Regions from separate parts of the Mus musculus genome. Here region 2 is linked to region 1. A link is a contact called in public Hi-C data. All regions are on one chromosome and are shown on one strand. Each heading gives the region's core, a stretch centred on a gene start, on an enhancer-like site or on the middle of the called end of the contact. The rest is flanking DNA. Distances are from core to core; before and after follow the strand shown. Region 1 overlaps Trio (triple functional domain (PTPRF interacting)). Region 2 overlaps Trio (triple functional domain (PTPRF interacting)).

The links. Hi-C and Micro-C count contacts between places; a contact is called where the count stands out from the background.
Region 2: a contact with region 1 is called in a Hi-C map of regulatory T cells, with 4 times the contacts expected there. The contact joins two enhancer-like sites. A contact is called at or near these places in 3 of 484 Hi-C or Micro-C datasets (CD4 T cells, CD8 T cells and regulatory T cells), 2 of 115 datasets of contacts at active chromatin or transcription factors (memory CD8 T cells and regulatory T cells) and 1 of 9 other capture datasets (liver).

The regions. Positions count from the first base shown.
Region 1 is chr15:27,822,969-27,829,512 of GRCm38.p6, forward strand. Trio (triple functional domain (PTPRF interacting)) reads right to left here. Exons shown (of 57, transcript NM_001081302.1): 28 at 5,298-5,390; 29 at 2,695-2,806; 30 at 1,013-1,203. Among named protein-coding and RNA genes, the nearest start is that of Otulinl, 140 kb to the left of the region's middle. Within about 2 kb of position 4,138, at least 79 of the 459 cell types and tissues checked have an H3K27ac peak or open chromatin away from gene starts, as enhancers often do. A contact at or near this core is called in CD8 T cells, memory CD8 T cells and regulatory T cells, where this site is marked.
Region 2 is chr15:27,922,171-27,928,407 of GRCm38.p6, forward strand. All of the region lies in intron 1 of Trio (triple functional domain (PTPRF interacting)), which reads right to left. Among named protein-coding and RNA genes, the nearest start is that of Gm29975, 70 kb to the right of the region's middle. Within about 2 kb of position 4,486, at least 145 of the 459 cell types and tissues checked have an H3K27ac peak or open chromatin away from gene starts, as enhancers often do. A contact at or near this core is called in CD8 T cells, memory CD8 T cells and regulatory T cells, where this site is marked.

The DNA.
Region 1 (6,544 bases), core at 2,888-5,387:
GAGAATAATTAAATCTTCGTTATTATGGATCTGTAGTGAGCGCAGCAAGTAAGGGAGCTTACATACGTTTTGATGTCTGTACTGGCTGGTTTTGTGTCAGCTTGACACAGGCTGGAGTTAGTTATCACAGAGAAAGGAGCTTCAGTTGAGGAAATGCCTCCATGAGCTCCAACTGTAAGGCATTTTCTCACTTAGTGATCAAGGGGGAAGGGCCCAGCCCATTGTGGGTGGTACCATCCTTGGGCTGGGAGTTCTGGGTTCTATAAGAAAAAAAACTGAGCAAGCCAGGGGAAGCAAGCCAGTAAGCAGCATCCCTCCATGGCCTCTGCATCAGCTCCTGTCTCCAAGTTCCTGCCCTGTGTGAGTTCCTGTCCTGACTTCCTTTGGTGATGAACAGCAATCTGGAAGTATAAGCTGAATAAACTCTTTCCTCCTCAATTTGCTTCTTGGTCATGATGTTTGTACAGGAATAGAAACCCTGACTAAGACAATGTTATGAATTAAAAAAATTAAATTGATATGAATCCTTGCTTAGGGTAGGACATCATCTATTTACACAGCAGCAGTTTTCAACCTGTGTGAGGGTTGCTCCTCCCACTGGGGTCACGTATTAGATATCCTGTATCTATATTTACATTATGATTCATAATAGTAGCAAAATTAGTTATGAAGTAGCAACAACAATGGTTCTATGTTTGGGGATCACCGCAGGAACTGTATTGGAGGGTCCCAGCATCAGGAAGGTAGAGAGCCACTGCCCTACAGTGTTTCTCCATCCTGCAGTGAGCAGCTATGGGCTCTAAGAACAGAATCCCCAAGCCCCAAGAGTATCAGTGTGCCCTCTAGTGGACTTGGCTTGCAGAGAAATTAGCTGATGAAGAGGAAATCACAATTCAGATTCACATTTCTGAGCATTTTAGGAGGAAGCTATAGGCAGCAGGCAGGAGGTTTCTGTCCTACAGGAAGGCTGCAGCTGCGGTCTGTGGACTCGAGCTCTGGACGCCATACTTACAAACAGCTTGCTTTTGTACAGGTACTTGCTTCTCCCGCTGGAGTCTTTCACTTCTTTACTAAACACCAAGGACATTTCAAAAAGGAAGAGATGCCGTTCTCGACCCTTCCGAATTAAGGTTTTCGGGTCCCACACTTGGAAGGACTCCTGCAGGATGAGCTCTCCCTGAGACTCAATGTTTTCGTCAAACCCTGCAACATGAAGCAAAAGCAGACCCGACTCAGAAGGCAGCACTGCCGGCTCGCCTGCAAATGCTTTCAACGTGGCTCCACGCTCACCACCCGCCCTCCTAACAAGGGAGAGCTCTTCCTAAAATACTACTTTGCATGTATTTCCCCAAGTTCAAACATTTTCAGGGGTTCCTCATAACTTCCTTCTCTACTTTCCACTCCTATCTGTTGGCTCCCAACATGAGATCTGGTTTAAGTCCCATCTGCTTGTCACTGAATCACGCACGGCCTTTGCTCAGGCGATCACTCCCCCTGACCAGAGTGCCTCCAGTGTACTGCGCACCCCAGCCTCTGATTCTTTTCCTCTGTTGCTGAAATGCCCCTCTCAGACTCTGTTCAGGCCCCAGCCTGGTGGAGCCAACTTTACTAACCCATTTTCTGGGAGTCTGGAATCCTCTGCACGTGGATCTGCCTAGACCGGGCACATGGTGGCCTCCCTGACTATTCTTTCCTTACAATGTGGCCACCAGGACTTAGCAAAGTGGCTCCTGGGTGGAAGCTGCTCTCTCCCTTCTTTTCTGTCTCTTTACTATAAACTTCCACTGAGCCATCTTATGTAAGTTCATCACTCGCCTGTCCCTTCACAGTGAGGAAGAGCTAGGCATCCTAACCCTGGGCAAATGAGAAAATGAATGTATACAGCTAGTAGGGTTCCCTACCCACAGGCTCTTGTACTTGCTGTGAGGTGGAATATGAATGTGGTCCTGCAGGACCTATTCAAGTAGGAAAATACATAGGACAGAAATGAGCCAGAACATAGCCCTTCCCTCTGATGACATCATGAAGAACAGAGGAAGAACAACGAGGATTGCTGGATCTCTGAGTCTCTATTACAGAGTGGCATTGAGTCCTGACTAATAAATTTCTTGATGGTACCAATGACCTGGCATAAACTAGCAAAAGCATTTGGGATGGGCCCTTTGCATTGCTAACCTCGGCAGTGCAGAGGCAGCTTTACTAAATAGAAACATTCGTGCAAACTGGAATTACTACAATCCCTGTTGGATACATTTGTCTCATTTCTGTTCACCATGTTACACACTACATTCAACTGCTTCAGCAGACAACTGAGTTGTGCAAACATCTAGCAATGGCTATGGAAATGGGGAAGTAACAAGATCTTCTATATCCTCGGGTCTATAACCAGTGCGTTCATTCATCATTTACACCTCTGTTAGCAGGAAACCCAGGCAGCATTAAACAAGACTTAAGTGCTCCTGGAGTGTACAATGGCACTGCTGTTACCAAGTCCAGAAAGTGATAGTCGATTCACACAGCATCAGTGATGGTGCTGTGATAGTCGATTCACACAGCGTCAGTGATGGTGCTGTGATAGTTGACTCACACACAGCATCAGTGATGGCGGTGTGATAGTTGACTCACACAGCATCAGCGACAGTGCTGTGCACAGAGGGGGGAGGGGGACGCCTCGGGCGCGGTGTGTCCGGTTACCTTCCAGCATGCTGAGGTGCATGGCATCATTGGCTCGCTTGGGCACGCTGAGCATCACCTCCAGGCCATCTTTGATCTCCCCCTTTCCTTCCTCACAGCATGTGAGCAGCTCCTGGAGAAGATCAACACCGTGAACTCGCAAAGGACTGCAAAACGCTCTGCCAGCCACACCTCAGCAGAATCCATGAGAGCTCACGGTGCTCAGGAAACAAACAAAAAGGGAATCACTCAGGTTCACATAGGCAACAGTGTCTGATCTACTTGAATGAGGACCTGGAGGAAGTCAGATCCCGTCGCCGTTCTGAAAGAAGTTGTTATGCCTTGCCAACCACATCTCCAAAATGAGAAAATAAATGTTACTGGTTTGTAAGGAATATGGAATTGTGACAAGTGACAGCCATCCACAGTCTACCTGCCCTGCTAATCCCACAATGTCGGGGGCTGGCTGGACCCTGAATCAGAATAGCAACACAACACAGACCACTCCTCTGTGCAGGCTCCTTAGGGAGGTACTAGCTACAAGCTACCACACATCTCCAGGGTATCTATGTGTGTCATGCTACTTCCTGACTTCCTGGAAGCTCCTCAGCTCCCCCGTGAGTAGGACAGCAGGAAACACAAGCTTACATCCTGATGGGTCTCTCTCAGGTATTCCTTCATGGGTGCCAGACCGTTCTTGGTCACAGTGACAACAATCTTGTGTATATGATTCCCAAGGGGTTCAGAGCAGTGTGGTCATCAGCTTGGGGGAGGGGGAACTAGAGCAGTGGTTCTCAACCTGTAGATAGCATCCCTTCAGCAAACCCCTATCTCCAAAAATATTTACATTATGATTCATAACAGTAGCAAAATTACAGTTTTGAAGTAGCAATGCAAATTTTCTGGTTGCGGGGGGGGGGGGGTCACTGAAACATGACAAACTGTATTAAAGGGTCACAGGCATTAGGAAAGTTGAGAACCCCTGGTCTAGAGAACTCAGTCATCTGATGGGCACCTTCATGTTTGATCAGATGTGTATGCTTCTGAGGAGCTGGGCAGAAACTGCCTTACAAGTACAATGTGCCTCAACTCCCTCCGTGCAGACTGCCTTCCCACTGGGGAGGTCTGATGGAGTTTACTACTGTTCCCAGCAGAGTTTCTGGGGAAAATGAGAAAGATTTACAAGTAGAAGTGTAATCTTAGTGGACACAGAAGCTGAGAACAAAGCCTTGAGTTCTGAGGGCAACAAGGGACAACGGTGAGACAAGGCACTTGTGCAGACTTAGGAAGCAAAGGGGACAAGACCTGAATGCAAACCAGCAAAACCCAGCCTCCCAGCTTACGCCATGCTCACAGACAGCAGCAGCAGATTTGTGTAGTGATGGCTATCTAGTCACTGAGTAAGACTGTCATACAGAAGTACAGGAGAGGAGGTGCGGTGTGGCTTGGTGGTAGAGTGCTCACCCAACTTGTGTGAGGCCCTGGTTTGATCCCTGGCACTGCACTGTGTGTAAAGGAGGTGGGGGTTGTGGTAGTAGGGTTTTCGAGATAGAAAGGTCTCTTGATAGTACACATCTGTATAAAAGAACACAGCCATGTTTTACAGTTGCTAGGTCTCTCTTACTGAGAGAGCTTTAGACACCCTTAAGCTTCAGTGTCCTACTGCACGCCCAGGGCAGCAGCTGACAGAGCTGGGATTAGTGGACAGTCTACACGCTAATGTTTCAGCGCGTCCTTCACCGGCAGAGGAAATATAGTACCTTTGCCAGACAAAAGTTGTAAATGACTCTTAATGCAGCAAGCAAACATGCATTAACGACATAACGCATCTGTGGTAAGTTTGTTCCCCTTTCTACTGTTGAAAATAATCAGACTTAAATTTTTGCAAGGGCAATTTTAGATCTACTTAATTGCAACAAAAAGCAGAAGCCCTTGGGATCAGTAGGGACATGGTCTATAAAATGGCTAGCAGCCATAGGGAGCGGCATGAGGGCAGAGTGTTCCGGAGTCCATGGAAAACCTGCGCATCAGCCAGGTATGGGTTCAATGCTGGCACATATCAGCAATGATTCTGAGCATTTTTGTGACGCAGGGCAGATAGTCTCCAGACTTTCCAATCAGCGCTGCTGCGGGTTAAACATGTACAGGTGCTGTGTCGGGGTCTCAGCACCAGAGTCTGAGGATGCTAAAGGTCCAAGAGCCAGGAACTTATTTCTCAGTCAAATACCATTCTACATTGCAGACAAGGGCCAGCCAGTTCCTTCAGGGTACAACTAGGGGATATGATCTTAGGTATCTGCTTCAATAAGAAGCTGGACAGGCCAAGAAATGTCAGTGAAGGAAGCCACAGACACATGTGCACAGGGGATACATATCAACACAGGATGTGATGTTGCCGATGGTAGATGGAAACCACAGACACATGTGCCCAGGGGATACATATCAACACAGGATGTGATGTTGCCGATGGTAGATGGAAACCACAGACACATGTGCACAGGGGATACATATCAGCACAGGATGTGATGTTGCCGATGGTAGATGGAAACCACAGACACATGTGCCCAGGGGATACATATCAACACAGGGTGTGATGTTGCAGATGGACAATGTTTCATACACACCTTTAAAAGGAGCTGATACTTTGTTATCCGCTGAACTGGTTTGATCAGGTAGGAAGAGATGGAATTGGCTAAGCCATGCCGCTGCTGGATCTCCTATATTTAAATAAAACAAAAAAAAAAAAAAAAAGGGAAGCTTTATCATAGGGTCATTACTGTTAAACATGGGCACAGTACCACATTAATGACAAGTGTTTGTTTCTGATGAAATAATAAGCCCTCTCTTCTTAAAGCATGTGAAAATATCAGCACAAACTTCTCCAAGTCTACAGGTTTACTTTGCAGGGGACTTAGCAGAACACCAACAGAAGAGGGGATACAGATCCACAGTATGTCTGGTGTGTGCCCCTCTCCTGCAATAACACTGCTTACAAGCCTAGGCTGCGCTTAGCGTCTTCATAGGAAGGCAAGGAGCCCAGCCACGCAGTTCAGCGCTGCATACTGCTCATCAGTGAATAGCAGAGCACGTGAAGGGTGTTCTGTAATGCCTGTTACCATGGAAAGATATAACTGAAGGGTGGGCACAAGATGCCCAAAGGATGGAGGACAGTATAATCAAAAACCCCCTTAAAAATCAAAGTAACCTTACAATGCACACCCAAGGCGAGTGACTATGAAACTTGCCAGGTATGCTTCCTTTATTCCTTAAAGTTCTTTAAACACACAGGGCTTTTGAAAGTTAGACTCTATTTATTTATTTGGGGGCCAAACACATGACTAAGCACCTGTGTGAAGGCCAGAGAACAACTTGTGGGGTTGGTGTTCTCCTTTAATCGTGAGCCATCTTGTTAGCTTAACAAGGTTTTTAAAACCAAGTTTTGGCTACACAGACATTCTTGCTGCGTAGGCTTTCTATTCTATAGCCTGCATGTGGCTACGGTGCTGTAGGGCATGTGAAATATTAGAAGGAAAAGACAGCATCAGGCAAGGGATCGCTACAGACTGAGTGCCCCCTGAGAACACAGCTGGAGCGGGGCTATCCACAGCTGGAGAGAGGCCTTCCACAGGCAGGTCCCCACCCAAAGCAGAAAGTGTAAAGTTTACTCCAGCTTCCAGACTTTCCCAGGAGAGATTATCTCAATTGAACGTGTACAACTATAAAGGCAGAAAGTTAAGTCCAATATTTCTATGGCCTTGTGCACCAAGGGTACACAGTACCTTTCTCCAGCCACAATCTGCCACCTATTAGACTAGTTCTGAAACCAAGGATACATTTAGTAATATTGTGCATCTTTCCCCACCCCCCACTA
Region 2 (6,237 bases), core at 3,236-5,735, 100 kb after region 1:
TCAACCCTGATGTTAAACAACAGAGTGGATCGTGTTACATGTTTACAATGCTATCTGGCCAGGAGCAGTAAGCCTGGGATAAATACTAAGACCACGCCACCGAATGTCTCCTGTTTCAGAAGCTGCCAACCATGCAGCAAATGGATAGCCTCCATCTTCCTCTCACTCGGGGAACTCGCTTTAGACGGAAGTAGGTGCGAGTATCCAAACCTCTGAGTACCGGGTGAAAAGGAACAAACTACCAGAGTCTGCGTCCCTGTCCGTCGTCCCCCACCCCCACCCCCGCCGCCGCTCGCCCAGTGTCCTCCAGGACTTTCTATTTCAGTCTGTAAAAGATCAGCTCTGGGTATTTAGCCTTCAGTCACACCATGATTACAGCTGTAAGAGGGAAAATTACCCTCTTTGCTCCAGGAGGAGAGATCCCACAGTTGTCTCTGACAATGGGAAATCTTTTGGGTGAATGGGGGTGGGGGGAGCTGGAATGTCAACAACCCAACAGCGCAGTGGTCAGATCAACTGTGCCCTTTTGGTCATCAGACTCTGTGTCAGGGCTGCGGTGCCACTCCAACAGAACCGTTCCCAGCAAGCCACAGAGCTCACTGACCACCACGGTGGCCTTCCATTTTTAACATCAACCAACAATAAAGGAGCAGCAGCCCTCCATCTTGGTTGCTCCCAGGAGGAGCCGCACCACGGGACATCTCCAGGTTGTGTGAGCGCTCACTCATCACTCAGCTCGTTGACCCAATAGCACTTTCCGTGTACATGTGCACAAAGACCTAAGATGAAGCTAATTATCTGAGGTAAGGGTAAGATTTTTGGTGCTGGGAAGATGGCTCAGTGGTTAAGAGCACTGACTGTTCTTCCAGGTCCTGAGTTCAATTCCCAGCAACCACAACAACCATCTGTAATGGGATCCGATGCCCTCTTCTGGTGTGTCTGAAGACAGTTACAGTGTACTCATATACAATATATACATATATACATATACATACATATATATGTGTGTGTGTGTGTGTGTGTGTGTGTGTGTGTGTGTGTGTGTGTTAAAAAGAGTAAGTTTAAAACTAAAACAGCTTCTTTTGGTAATCCACTCAGGACCTCTAGCAGATTTTAATCATTTTGAATTTCACATAATCATTCGCTGACTTAATTTTTTTTTCTTTTAGGAAAACATGGTATTTAAGAGCCCTATTATTCCTCCACAGATAGAGCTCCTGATAAAGTTGCCCGTGTGCCTTGTTCTGAATTGTCTGTCAGTCACCCACAGACTGCTTCCCAGCCACCTCGTAGGTCTCAGAGCCTGTCAGCTACCCCCACCTTACATTTATTAAACCGAAAAATCGCCTGTGGGAAAGACTGAAGCATGGCTGACGGAAGCACAGGTTATGCTACAAGTAAGACTAATAACTAAGGCAGCGTTCTAAAGCAACCACAGCAAAAATGTTAAATAGTAAGCTGGTAGCTGCTCTTACTGACGAGCCTTGGTGGTAATTACCGAATTTTACTCATTAGGTAATTGGCAGAGCTCCGGAACACAAAGGGCAGGAGATAAAACTCCACATCTGTGCGGTGGCCCCGCCCTCGCACTGCCGGCAGAGAGGGTGACGTCACCCTGTCTGAGCAAGCCGCTCCAGCGCAGAGCCTGCAGGATGCTGCTCCACTGCAGGGAGGCAGTGCTAGCGAGGTGTGTGTGGTGGGGGTGGGGTGGCCGTGTAAAGCTCACGCCAGTGTCACAGGAAGGAAGTGTTTTAATGGATCGGAATCTTCTGTGAATGCATTTAATTATGGAAGAATGTTAGAGAACAAAGGTTACATTTTCACCAGAATGCTTACTAAGATATAAAAAAATGCAAGCACAATCAACTGATGCTTATGTCATTTTTTACAAAATTATATGACCCCAGATTGGACACGAGGATGAATCACATGCACCGGGAATGTAGATGTGTCCACAAACCACCACATGGAAATAACGACAAAGCGGATTCTAATGTTTAGTAATAACCACCTGATTGGCTAACTCATCCTGTCTTATTAGTGACAGCCTATAACAGCACACAGTTAAGAAGAGCACAAGCTTTACTGACTCAAGGAAACGTCAACATATAGCTCTGGCTTTTCATTTCTTACCCACAAAGTATACAGGACAAGCTGAACTGCCAAAGGATGAAAGGCTTGTTAAGAGTATTACAAATGCCTTAAACGAACGAAGAAATCAGTAGACTTTGTTGATGTTTTAACTATGCATTAATGGTACATTGGAAGTTAATTCATAATATATAATAGGCCAGTTGTCCAAAGGCATTATATTGTATAACGGCTATTATTATATAGTGGTTATTATTATAAAAGGGGTTCCAGCTTCTTCTAGTTTCATAAAATAAAAAGGAAATATGGCCAAGGGCACCCTTAATCTTCTGATCCCAGACCAACAAAGAAGCAAACAGAGAAATTGCATTTCTCTGACTAAGTGATTCAAAATAAATCACATGGGCAACCTGTCCCCCCCCCCCCCATCTCCCTGTGCCTCTGTCTGTCTGTCTGTCTCTTTCTCTGTGTCTCTCTGTGTGCATGTGTGCTATAAAGCCTGACAGCAGACGCCACCCTAATTACATATGTGCCTCTCACTTATGCATACATGCACACATGGTTCAGTAAAGCCAACCTGATCCACAGACTGCTTTGCAGAAGAGCCCGGGGAATTGACCCAGAGCGATAAAACTCGATCCCTGAGCTATGTGAATGGATACCAGCCCAACCAAGATTGATTGTTAAGAGAAATCCTGATCCATTATCACATCAAGCATTTCATTCATTTAAATAGCCTCGCCTGGCTCCCCTTGCCTTCCACCCCACCGTGGAATTCCCGCAGGTGGCCTTGCTGTATCTGCAGCCTCCTAATCAGTGGTCAGTAGTCCTTCTGACCCCACCACTCGCCTTGAAATCGGCTTCTAGCTCACACCTCCTTCTACTGCTCTCCATAAGTTTTCCACGATGCCCCTCTGTGGCTTCTTGATGCCTTCCCGTAAGACACACACTCCCTGACATGACATAATCCTTCAGATGTGACATCTGCCTCCTGTGCAGCCTCGCTCGCTTGCCAATACTTATTCTCTCCCCAGGCGAAAATGAAAGAATCCCAACCAGACAGACGCTCAACTTCTGACCCTTTGAACTCCTACACGCATCACCAAAAACCCACTCCCATCATTCCTGTTCCCAGAAATACGTGTGCACACTGCACACACTGGGAACCCTAATACTGGATACATAACCCACTCAGCGCCTGTAGCACTCAAGCCTTTGCCACATCCTGGAAATGACCTAAATACTGGTCACAGTCACTGGGCACTGTGTCCCACCGTATGGGGAGCACGGCAGAAAACCCCAAGCAGCCATTTAACCCTAGGAAAACAACACCCTTTGCAGCTGGCAAACCTCACCACCAGTCTACAACTGGGCTCCTGAGTACAGTTCACAAAAACACAGAACTAACCATATTCTAAAGTTGCCAACCTGCTCACAATGGCCAGGCACTAAAAGTGACTGGTTCTCTTGCTGTCTCGTGTACTTAACGACGAGTCCTTCATTTGTAGTTTAAGATAGGAAAAGGTTTTACTTTGGGGTTGTTGCAATGTAATTAAAACATTATTTTCTGCCCTAATCACTGTTGGTCTCACCTCTGATGAAGGAAGGAAGGGTGGAGCATACGAAGGGAGAATGCTTAGGAGGAGGCTCATTTCTGCACTTTCACTGCAGAGAGGGGGGGGGGGGGAGCAGGAGCAGGAAGTGTGCAGGCATCAGAGGCCTGCTTCTCTGCAGTTAGCAGGGTTCACCCAAAAACAGTTGCAAGGAAATGCTTTAGTCATGAGACTTTGTGACCAGCCTGGGCTTGAGGGAACGAAGCTACGTCAACTCCACACAACTCCAGACAGAACTTCTTTGTTTTACATGTCAGCACATATGTGTCCCAAGTCCCCGAGTCCCAGAGGGCTCAAGTGGAACAGCTGACAGAACGAATCTCGGGGTTTCTGCCATATGTTTTCTGCAACAGGAACGGAACACAACTTAAACTTCTGTGAGTGCGAGGTGTGGCCAACAGGCTTGCTTCGGTCGTGTCCGCCTGCCTGTTGGTGACCATTACTAGGAAAGACAGGAAACAAATAAGGAGAACCAAGGCTTCTGAGACTTCAGATGCCACGGGACAAAGGACTTGATCCCAGCAATGAGCACCGGTTTGGATTTAAGCTCCAAATCTTATTACCTTACACATTAGTAAATCTTACGGATTATTATAGTTGATCGCCACACCAGTGTCCCTGACCCCTACGTTGGCTCCTGCCCACTTCTTTTGCTTGCTTGTAGTTCGAGACAGGGTCTCTCTTTGTAGGTCTGGCTATCCTCGAACCACCAACAAGACTTCTAGCTTCTCTAACATGTAAACTGTCAATTCAGCCCCTGTGACCTGGGTTGTGGCTGGGGACTTCCTTCCTGCAGGGGACTTCCCCGGGCTTCAGGGGCCCTGCCTATCTTGTCAGCCTCTGCTTTTACTACTCAAGGCTGAGAGTCTTAATAAGTAATCAATTAATTTGAGTGGCCACGAGTTACATCTAAACAATACTTAAATCATTATCTTGTTTATACATAAACCAAAGTTGCTAAATATTCAGCAAAATTAGGATATTGTAGGTCTGTCTGTTACAAATACACTCCAGTAAGTCACGGACCCTTAAATGTGTCAATGAGGTAAAGGCTTCATGGATTTAATTCCAACATGAAACTCACTAGAAGGGCGTATCTTTAATGAGATCCAAGAATGTGGCAGAACTTTGTAGTAGCCAGTTCCCCGATGGAGCCTCGAGCTGTTTGGTTCACTTGGCGCTCGTGTTCAGACAGAACTTTTACACACACTGATCTGCTAAGCCCTGGGGATTCCCCAACCTGCACAGTCCCTGTTTGAAGACGCTTATCGTCGAATAGAGAACAAAACATGCACGAGAGCAGAGAACAGCCTCGACTCCACTCCCAGGCGGGTCCGTCTGACAGGTGCGCATCTGGGCACGCGCTGCTGTTACTGATCTGAGGTGGGGAGGCTGTGATTAGCTGGACAATCTTAACTACCACCCGTTCCCACCCAAGCACTGCATCGTCGCTGGCATGGAAATAAACCCCAGACGACCAAGGCAAGACCCGGAACATGGAGGCCCAAGACACAGCTGACATTGTCCTTCCGTGCTTCAGCCACCCTACTTGCCTTGACAGTTCTGTCCCTGTTTTCTTAGTGTGCGCTGCAGTTCATCTGTGCTGAGGGACCAGTCACAATCAAGGTGGGCCATCCAGGTAATTTCTGGTGGGGGGGGGGGGGGTGGTGGGGCGTGGCAGGGGATGTGGAATCGTGTAAGAAACCTAGGGAGGACAACTCATGCTTCATAACTTGTTTGATTTTAGGTTGAATTCTAAACAGTCAAGTCTGACATTTTCTTCCAGGTCCTTCTATGTGGTGGAAGATGTGACTGCTGAAGAAACACTAGCCCTGACGCGATCCTACAGGCTAATGGCTTCCTGTCCAAGAAACAGGACCAGCATAACTTTGCTCATGGGTAATGAACCTGTCCAGCTGCCTCAAGATTATAGCTTTATCCCAATGTGGGCGGCATACGGCCTTGAAAGCTAAAGCCATTAATTTACTCAACACTTAACCAGGCCTGGTGCCCTGCCCTACGCCCATTTCAGAGCAGGGAAAATCACATCAGACAGGCCTGGGTGACTTCCTTTCCTGCTGGATCCTGGTAAGAGGGTAAGACACTACAGAGTATGGCGGCTGAGGAAAACCTGCTCAAGTTAACAAGAGAGAGAACACCATTTCCCTTCTCTATCCACCACCTCAACCCACCATCCCCTCATCTCCTGCAACTGCGACTGCACCTCAAATCCTCTTTCCACGCTTAGAAAAGGAAGGGCTTTTTAAAGACAGAATAAAATATGGCCGTTAAGTAAAAAAGATCTAGTAACATTCAAGGGAAATAACTGCCTTCATTGACTGCTCTCCACAGTATACATTGAGGCAGGGTCTCACACTTGAACACAACATTCTCCTGGTTACCCTAACCTAGTGACCTGCCCCAGGGAATCCCTTCATGGCCATCAGTATTCATGTGGATACCAGGTATCTTATTACGGCTAGTCCTTACACTGAGGGGCAAGACTTCATCCACTGAGCTATCTTCCTTTGCA